Regions from separate parts of the Sus scrofa genome. Here all the other regions are linked to region 2. Evidence: chromatin contacts called from public Hi-C data. All regions are on one chromosome and are shown on one strand. The core of a region is the stretch at or near the end of the contact, and the rest is flanking DNA. Distances in the headings are between cores, read along the strand shown.

What was found. Hi-C and Micro-C count contacts between places; a contact is called where the count stands out from the background.
Region 1: a contact with region 2 is called in a Hi-C map of skeletal muscle, with 5 times the contacts expected there. The contact joins the enhancer-like site here to the promoter of PRMT5 in region 2. A contact is called at or near these places in 1 of 5 promoter capture datasets (fetal skeletal muscle), 4 of 47 Hi-C or Micro-C datasets (alveolar macrophages, brain, skeletal muscle and 1 more) and 1 of 2 datasets of contacts at active chromatin or transcription factors (alveolar macrophages).
Region 3: a contact with region 2 is called in a Hi-C map of alveolar macrophages, with 2.0 times the contacts expected there. The contact joins the promoter of C7H14orf119 here to the promoter of PRMT5 in region 2. A contact is called at or near these places in 3 of 47 Hi-C or Micro-C datasets (alveolar macrophages, heart right ventricle and liver) and 1 of 2 datasets of contacts at active chromatin or transcription factors (alveolar macrophages).

What each region holds. Positions count from the first base shown.
Region 1 is chr7:75,976,068-75,978,876 of Sscrofa11.1, forward strand. The region is part of intron 8 of ACIN1 (apoptotic chromatin condensation inducer in the nucleus); the gene reads left to right. Among named protein-coding and RNA genes, the nearest start is that of CDH24, 14 kb to the right of the region's middle. Within about 2 kb of position 1,319, at least 71 of the 83 cell types and tissues checked have an H3K27ac peak or open chromatin away from gene starts, as enhancers often do. A contact at or near this core is called in alveolar macrophages, brain, fetal skeletal muscle and 2 more, where this site is marked.
Region 2 is chr7:76,109,583-76,112,547 of Sscrofa11.1, forward strand. It overlaps PRMT5 (protein arginine methyltransferase 5), which reads left to right and starts at 1,423. Exons shown (of 17, transcript NM_001160093.1): 1 at 1,423-1,537; 2 at 2,218-2,336; 3 at 2,646-2,731. The coding sequence starts at 1,428. It overlaps TRNAR-ACG (a tRNA gene), which reads right to left and starts at 1,073; the gene lies at 1,001-1,073. It overlaps LOC110261594 (a long non-coding RNA gene), which reads right to left and starts at 1,203. Exons shown (of 3, transcript XR_002345942.1): 1 at 1,022-1,203.
Region 3 is chr7:75,949,340-75,952,579 of Sscrofa11.1, forward strand. It overlaps C7H14orf119, which reads right to left and starts at 1,708. Exons shown (of 2, transcript XM_003128551.4): 1 at 1,531-1,708. It overlaps ACIN1 (apoptotic chromatin condensation inducer in the nucleus), which reads left to right and starts at 1,864. Exons shown (of 19, transcript XM_021099243.1): 1 at 1,864-2,175. The coding sequence starts at 1,996.

The DNA.
Region 1 (2,809 bases), core at 69-2,568, 130 kb before region 2:
GTTTCATGAGATAAGTACTGTTATTACCCACACTTGACAGATTAAGAAACTGATACACAGAGAGGATCAGGAACTCACCCAGTATCACACTAGTGTGGGGGTGGGCTGGGGCCTGAATTGAGCCCTAACCAATTTGACTCCAGAACTCTCAATCTCTCTGCAGACAGGGACCACTAAGTGAAAAGAAACTTTAATGTGAGGTATAAACATGATTCCTTTAGCATGAAGTTGTGTAAATTTAAGATTTTAAGCAGCAGGGAGGAAACTTCAGTCCTGGTTAAAAGTTCTGGTATTACAAATAATAATACCAAGTTTTTGGTTAAAGCTTGTATTAGTGTTAAACCTTTACTGGCATTAGGATACTAAAGCAGCCAACAAATGAACATTTTTGGGCAAACTCGGAGTGCTTTTTTGAATGGGTAGAGTCAGCTTCCCCTTTTACATTTAGTCAGAAGATACCTGTAATTAATAATTTCCATTTAGTTCCCAGTCACTTTTTGCCCACCAGATCAACCCCCGTGCCCCCCACCCCCAGCCCCAATAGCACTTCTCTCACTTCAGTTTCTTATCTGCTTCAGAGCCCTCACTTTGGAGCCCTTGCTCCAAGAAGTGGCCTTTGTGCTTCAGCTATCCGAGGTCCCTTTGCCCTGTTTATCCTTTTCCTTTATGGCTCCAGCAGACCCTGGGGCAGGGTGACCTTATTAAAGACTCTGTGAAACAAGGTTGTCTGTCATCTCTTTGGAGACACCTCTCCCCTCCTCTGCTGCTAATTCTGAAAGGCACTCTGCTTATCCACTCCTTCCATCTCAAAGAAAGGACTGGTTGGAGTAGGAACACGTGGCCATTGCTCCCATTGCTCAGGGTCAGCAACCGGTTACTGTATGGTGATTGGGTAGTGCCAAATCTCATCCCACCTCCCCACCTTGAAGCAGCTGATCTTGTTTCAGTGTTCCGTGCCTCCCCTCTTGGATAGAGGAAGGTGGGCATATTAAAAATTGCTCATGGCCCTCCACTCTGTCTCTTTCCAACTTTGCCTTTGTTATCTTCTTAGCATTTTAAACTCACTCCCAGCTCGGCTGTTTCCTTTCCTTCTATTTTCGGGGTTCTTCCAAGCAAGCAGCTGTAACTTTGTCCTCTCCACCCAGCCCCCTCACCCGCCCCCAGGGAAACAAGGAGAGAGTACCCTCTCCCTGTGGGGTTAGGCTTCAGTGGTTGTAACCCGAGAAAAGAAGGAAAAAGGCCAGGCCTATGAGCCAGCAGTGAGCTCAGAGCGGCCTGCCAGAGGCTGAGAACCTTGCTCACTCAGCGCCTCCCTCTTTTCTTTCCCCTCCCCTGCTGCAGCAGGGCCCTCCCCCATCCGCACACACGGGCTGCTGGGTAAGTGGCAAGATGGCTCCCCTGCATGTCTCCGGCTGATCGCCGCCGCTCCGCCAATACAATAGAGCCAGCCACTACCAGCAGCCTGGCCCTCTTCCTCCTCCTTCTCCGGAGAGACCAAGCCAGCTGAATTCGGGGTTTGCCGTGAGGACTTAACGCTTATCTCTTAAAAGCCAGATCTATTTTAACCTCCCCTCACCACCACCACCACCACCACCACCACCTCCCTTTCCATTTACCGTTTTTTGGATCCCCAGTTGCTACATCTTGATTTTCTCTCTCTGGATCGGGTGGCTGGGGAGGAGGTGGTGGGATCTTGGGGCAAGGAAGGTGTTTTGTTTTTTTAATTTTTTGGGATTTTTTTGTTTGGTTTTTGTTATTTCTTCCATTCCAGAAAGGGATAAACAGCACTTCCAGGGGGAGAAAAAAAATCATGTTATCAGAAAGCAAAGAAGGGTGAGAGCTGCACATTTCCATGTATCCCTTTTCCCTACTGCTCTGGCCCACCCCATCTCCCTTCTCTTCCCCATGGCTTTCATTCTGTCTTTCGTTTTGGTTTGTTTTAATCATTCTGCTTTCCCCCTTTGTCCTTCCTGCTTGATTTCTAATTGGCCCCACTTGCCCTCTCTGTGTGGGAAATAGGTATTTTTTGGATAAGCTTTTTCTTTAGATTTAGGCAGTTGAATCTCGTGTTTCTGTGGGTGCCTATTAGCTGGGGGCACAGTTCCGATTTTCCCCTCCCCACTTCCTGTGCATCTCTCCCTGCCTGCTCTGGGGAGGCTGTTCTGACCTCTGAGTGTCAGTCAGCCTGTCGAGAATGCCAAATTTTCTGTTGGTAGTTATCAACCTGGGGAGACTTGGTTTCTCCTCTCCTGAGATTTAGGCCCTCGATCATCTTGATTTGATCCCCCCACACAGTGTTTGGATGGTAATGGGGGTGAGATTGGAGATAGAAGTTAGGGGTTAAGACAGAAAAAAAGAAAATGGGAAGGTAGTTTATCTGAAGTGAACCTCTGGGATCTATTGCCTGCAGTGGGAGCTAACTTGTGTGATTCAGTGGGGTAGGGGAGTGGGTTCGGTGTTTGTGGGGGGAGATGCATGGTGTGGGGGAGGGTGTGTCCTGACTGGGAGGCCTGCTCTCTTTATCTTTTGGAAGTTGGAATGAGGGAGTGGGAGAAACTGGGCGAAAGCCGAATGTAAGAACAGTTCCTACACCTCTGAGCAGGTAAAAGTGGTCTGGTTCTTTGAGCTTTCATACTATGTCCGGCAGTTTTCATTTTTCCTTTTGGATTAGAGAGGGTCCTTGTTGAAGCTTACCCCCTCACCAGCCCTGCTCTCCCTGCAGCCCTGCCCCCACCATTTCTCCATTCCTGGTGTGTCCAGATCCCGTTGGTCAGCAGACTTTACTTACTAAGCAGTTGATTAAACACAA
Region 2 (2,965 bases), core at 173-2,672:
CCAACTCTTTTAGGCTTCATAGGCATTTTCGTAGTTCTCTGACTTTCTGACTTTCATCCTTTTGGGGCGCTTACAATGTATTCCCTTATAGCTTAGCCTATCCACACACATTCCGTGTTTCTCAGGACTCTGTCGTCCACTGCGGCGATCTCATTCGGTCTCCTGGCTTCAGTCACTATCTCTCTTCTGGCGATTTGCAAATCTTGTCTGGTTCAGATCACTGTTCATACAACTCTCTATTACACAGCGCCCCCTAGACGTCCAAGTCAGCATTTCCAAACCCCAGCCTCGATTCTCCCTAAACCAGCTTTTATCATTTGTCTCGCTCAAAGAGGCCAGAACTCTGGGCATCACCCCCAGACTTCCCTTTCTCAGACTCCCTGTCAGTCGGTCTCTAAATTCTGTCAAGGCCTCCTGCCTAGGGCCTTTTGTATTGATTCTCTTTTCCGTTCCCCGCTGCCAAGTCCGCAACACCTCTGGGCTTCCTGCCTTCAGGTATTTCTCCTGCCTAGATCTTTTTTTGCTTCATTCCTTTCCTTCTTTTCCATCCCTCTAGCAAGCATGGAAAAGAAAAATGTAGAGACTCTTTCCTGTCTCTGCCAGTCAATTCATAACTTCTCTCCACTGTAATCTCTCACCATGAATTCCTTTATCTTCAGTGGTGTGTGTGTTTCAGTGTTTGCTTTTTGTATTTGAGATACCGAATCACAAGGAATTTGTGGCTGAATTGCCACAATCTGTTTAAAAATATACTAAGGCCCATTCAAAATCCATTTTAAGAGCACCAGCCATTAACTCAGTTTTCTTGGTGCATTTGGATGCACCAAGGCAGGGACACAAGAACCATCTTTGAACTAGGTATTATTAAACGCTGGCATGAAATAGTTGCAGAATGCAATAACATTAAGACCTGAAAATGAGAGCGAGAGAGGACAGCGAAGAAATTTTAAAAGGGGGCATTAAAGCATTGCAGGGGATGCACCAAAAGCGTTAGCCCCACCGAGCCAGCCAGGAGTCGAACCTGGAATCTTCTGATCCGTAGTCAGACGCGTTATCCATTGCGCCACTGGCCCTGAGACGACTTCTTCGTTCTCAATGATGACACTTCAAGCTTATACTGCAGGGTTTCATGGGACGTGTAGTCTCTTACCGGAATTTTACCAGTACATGAAGCATTATGGGAGATCGAAGTTTGTCGAGAACCAGACCCTGAGATTGGTGACTCTTCCGGAGCCGTGCCCTACGTCACTGTGCAGCCTGCGGATTGGCAGGAAGAGCCACTTCCCACCCCTCCTCCACTTGCTCGGGACCCTGGGAGACGCTTTGGTTGTCAGGGAGACTCGTCCCGCCTTCCGGGGGCTTTTTTTCGGCTTTGTGATTGGCTGCCAGTGTCAGGGAATCTCGGCGTGGACTGCGCGAGGGAAAAGATGGCGGCGATGGCGGTCGGCGGTGCCGGTGGAAGCCGCGTGTCCAGCGGGAGGGACCTGAATTGCGTCCCCGAAATAGCTGACACACTGGGGGCTGTGGCCAAGCAGGGGTGAGGGCCTGGACTTCCGCGAACAGAATGCGGGGTCGGAACTCGGGGACTGAGAGGGGCAGACCAGTCATCCCTGGGAAGCAGGGGTGAGGGGGTCGGAGTGGATAAGATTAGGGTGGGAGAAACCGCTAGTCCATGTAGGGAGAAGCCTCCGGCCCTGGAGCGTAAGAGAAAGAGAAAGAAAGACATATTGGGAACGTGTGGTCCCTGAACCCCAAAGTCGAGAGAGTTATCAGGTAAACTCAAAAAGAGGGCGTACGACCTCAAGGGCCCTGGAGAGCGAGGTGCGAGGTTCTTGTCTCAGAGTGGGAGGAAGTGTTATGGGGCTAGGGAGAGGAGAGATGAACCTTGAGGGCTGAAGCCTGGGTAGTACTGGAGCAGATCTGGATATGACAGTCTTGGAAAATCAGTGACAACAGAGTAGAAAGTCCACGTGGCGTGGATTTTCATCTTTTCTCTTTTCTCATCTTTTCCATGGCTCTGTTCTGGGAAGAAATTGAGGCACAACGCAGTGGAAGTGATATTCCCTAAAATGGGCCGAATTCAGCAGCCCATTCGAGTGACTGACTAATGGCAGCTGAAAGGGTTGTGCAGAATGGAGATAGCCTAGTCCAATTGCTTGGATCGCTGGGCACTGCTACTCTCTTTACATGACGATTCTGGGTCTGTCGTGGTTGTAGGTTTGATTTCCTCTGCATGCCTGTCTTCCACCCGCGTTTCAAGAGGGAGTTCACTCAGGAACCTGCTAAGAATCGGCCGGGTCCCCAGACACGATCAGACCTACTGCTGTCAGGAAGGGGTAGGGACCATCCCACATGCCCCTTAATTATTAGAGGCAGTAACAACTTATGTTTTATCAGTGCCTTCTTCCTCTTCCTTTCTTGACCTGGATGTATTTGTTCAACCCTGGGATATGGATAACTCTTGTTCTCTCCTTGCTTACTGCTCAAAGCCTTAGTTTCCTATTCTGCATCAGGCTTTCCTGTATCTGTGATAGAAAAAGCCTTTTGTCTCTCATCTCTACTATTCCCTGTTAAGAAATAGAAATTGAATGCATAAAGTGCTGAACCTCACTCAGTCTTTGTCTTTCTTGGGTTGGGGAGTGCAGACTGGAATACACTAATTGTGGGCAAGCTTTCCCCATGGATTCGTCCAGACTCAAAAGTGGAGAAGATCCGCAGGAACTCTGAGGCGGTAAGACTGACATCTTCACCGAATCTTTCTAAAGATCAGATCTGTAAACAACCTGGATGGGGAGAACAGATTTTTCCCCTCCATAACTTAGTAAATCTGATGTAATGCACTTAAAGCTGTTTGAGGAGTTCCCCTTGTGGCTTAGTGGTTAATGAATCAAACTAGCATCCAGTGGGGGAAAAAACTGTAACTGCAATGTATACATCTAAGGATGACCTGACCCCCTTGCTGTAC
Region 3 (3,240 bases), core at 458-2,957, 160 kb before region 2:
TCCCAGGCTAGGGGTCGAATCGGAGCTGTAGCCACTGGCCTACGCCACAGCCACAGCAACTTGGGATCCAAGCCTTGTCTGCAACCTACACCACAGCTCACGGCAACGCTGGATCCTTAACCCACTGAGCAAGGCCAGGGATCGAACCCTCACTCATGGTTCCTAGTCAGATTCGTTAACCTCTGTGCCATGACAGGAACTCCTTCCTCTCTCTCTTTTTCAAACCCACTGCCTCTCTCCATCATTCTTATAAACAATCTAAAAATAACCAAAACATTCCACATTCTGTGTTCATTCTTTCCCTTCTAATTCTATGTTCCAGGTTGAGTAAAGACAAAAAATGATTCACATAGGTCCAACCAAAAAAGGGGGGAGTTCTCTGGTGGCCTAGGGGTTAAGGATCTGGCATGGGCACTGCTGGGGCACAGGTTCGATCCCTAGCCTGGGAGTTTCTGCATGCTGAGGAACCCCCTATCCCCCAAAATAAATATATAGGTCCAACACATCTTGCCTAAAATGAAAAAAAAGGTACATATTTTTAAATTTATCAAGCAGTTAGTTGAGGTTCAGGTGCTAATCATTCCAAAGCTATCAACAGTGGGGGAAAAGAAGAAAGGAAAAACATCCTGTATGATGAAAGAGCCTTCTCTGCAATGTGCATGTAACCTCTGAAATATGCCAAGAACTTCATAACCCCCTTATTTTCCTCTATTTCCTGTAAAGCATCAGGAAAAATTAAAGAGCAGATTAAGTGAGGGCACCTTGCCCAAAATAAGATTAACAAAGTAAGAAAAACAGAAAAAGCCAAGTGGTTGTTTATTCAGGACCGAAAAAAGTCTAGTTGGTTTGGTGGTTTAGGGCTCTAACAAGTGTTCTACTGCTGTTGATGTGTGACAATTCATGTCTGAACAATTTTCTTTCATGTTTAATATAATATCTATTGATGCCTTGCCACTGATCCGCATCACTAATGCAACTGGAAGGTCAGCCAACTTGAATTGTTTTCAAATCTCAGTTTGAATCTCTAACAATGAAAACCTTAAAATACTTGTCTGTGACCTATTTTACTGTTTGTATTTCTTCCGCTGTAAATTGGAGTATCTGCAGTGACAAAGAAAAGGAAGCCAGAAGCAATTTACGTCAGTTCAGTACCAAAACATTCCCAGTGACGTTGCCTTTTTCACAGTGGCCCTACAAGAAGCAATTCTTCCTAAGGGAATTTTCTTCTCTATTTCGTGGAAAGGGAGAACTTTTTCCGAGTCTTGCGATATGGCTTTCACGGTAAACTTAAGTTCAATGATTATGAATTGGTTGACAAGCCGGGTCCAAAGACACGGTCAACTTTGGAGGCTACAGAGCCTAGCATTCCGAGGTCCCAAAAAGCAACACAGCCTTAGCTGGGAGTGGCAGGGTTTCGGAGGGTGGGGGGGTGGCAGCTGTTTCCCTAGGGGAATGGGAAGCTTGCCCTACTGACTAGCCCGCAAACACCGAGTCTGACTCGGCCCAGGGAGGTACTTTTACCCCGCTTACCTCCCGTTTCCTCTCACAGAGGACCCGGAGACCGTCACAACAGCGCTATCCTACCATCGCCGCCGCTTCCCGGTTTCCTGAAAACCCTAAAGAGGGCCAGCCCGGAAACCCACGCACTTCCGGTCCCGGACCAGCCCCAAACACCCAAGTGCCTTAGCGCCTCATCCTTAGGTCCGGAGATAGCCGAATAACTCCGATTATGGGTATGCCAGAGTCGAGAGCTTCCGAACAGATTCGATTCAAAGCCTCGGTAAGACGAAGCGAACCGAGCTCTGAAAGCAGCACGAGGGAGGGAGGAGCGGCCGGTAGGATGGAGAAAACCGATTGGTGCCGATGTGAAGACGGAAACACCCGAGCAGTTCCGAAGGAATTCGGGGAATTCTAAGTGGTAATCGAGGGGTTGACTCTAGCAGTGGGCGGGGTCAGCTCGGAACGTTCGAAGGGCGTTGGCGGAAATTACCGAAGATGCCCGAAGCCGTCGGGACGGACCCGAGTACCTCACGCAAGATGGCGGAGCTGGAGGAGGTGACTCTGGACGGGAAGCCTCTTCAGGCGCTGCGGGTGACCGACCTGAAGGCCGCACTGGAACAGCGAGGCCTAGCCAAGAGCGGGCAGAAGAGTGCCCTGGTCAAGCGGCTCAAAGGGGTGAGGAGACTGCGTTGCCGGCGTGTCGGAGGGGAGCAGACCCGGTAGAGCCGAGTCTCTGTCGCGGCGCAGGCGCAGTGTCCGGGCTCGGCGCGAGCGAGCTCAGGCCGCCAGCGCGAGCCTCCGGATCCGCGCGCACGGTGGTTGGCGAGGCTCGCTCTGGAGTGGAGATAGCGCCGGTTCCCGCCTTAACGGTAGCGGCGCGAGCCCAAAATGGGAGGGTGTGCGCTACTCTCCTAGAGTGTCTTAAGCTCCTTCCTCCTTCCCCCACCCCCTCCTTGTTTGTGTCTATGGTCTCGGCGCATGCGCTGCGGAAGGAGTTAAATCCCACTACAACCATCGGCGTTGCTGGCCTGAGGGGGGCGAGTTGGGCTGGGTCGGAGTTAGGGGTATAGTTGGGTGGAGGGGTTGATGGGGTTGGTATCCTTACCCGAAAGAATAGAATTGGAGCGGTGGAGGGGGAGGGGGGAGTCTAGTTGATTAGATTAGGTGAAATGAAGAGAAACCTTGATTTGAAGGGACTTGCTTAGGGAGGAGTGTATACTTTATAGGGCTTCCAGAAGCAATTTGAGTGGATAAGAGTTTGGTGAATATTGATGAGAGAGGTGAGACAGGCTGGTTTTGTGCATTAAGGTGGGATTGTCAAGAGGTAGGTGAATGGATTGATGTGTAGAGGTTTGTAGACGCAGGGGAGGTGAGGATCTCGGTTTTAATTAGTGCTGGTTAGGGTACGTGGCCGAATAGTACAAATTCGGGCTGGGTTGGCTCAGGGTTACGTTGGCAAACCGTTGCTTATACTGAAGCTGACAGTTTCGTATGTGTATTGGATCAGACCACAGTTTATAGAATCTTTGGTCATTTTGTTCGGTAGCCTCCTCTTTGAAATTCTTATAAATATGACAAATCTAGGAGCCACTCTCTTGGAAACAATACAAGTTCACTCAAGTAGACCTGTTCCTGGGTAACTGACCAAGTAATTCATTCAGGCCAAAACCTTTTTGGTTTCATGTATTTTTGAATCTAATTTAATTATTTGAAGTGAAGGGCCAAATTTAGAAGGGACAT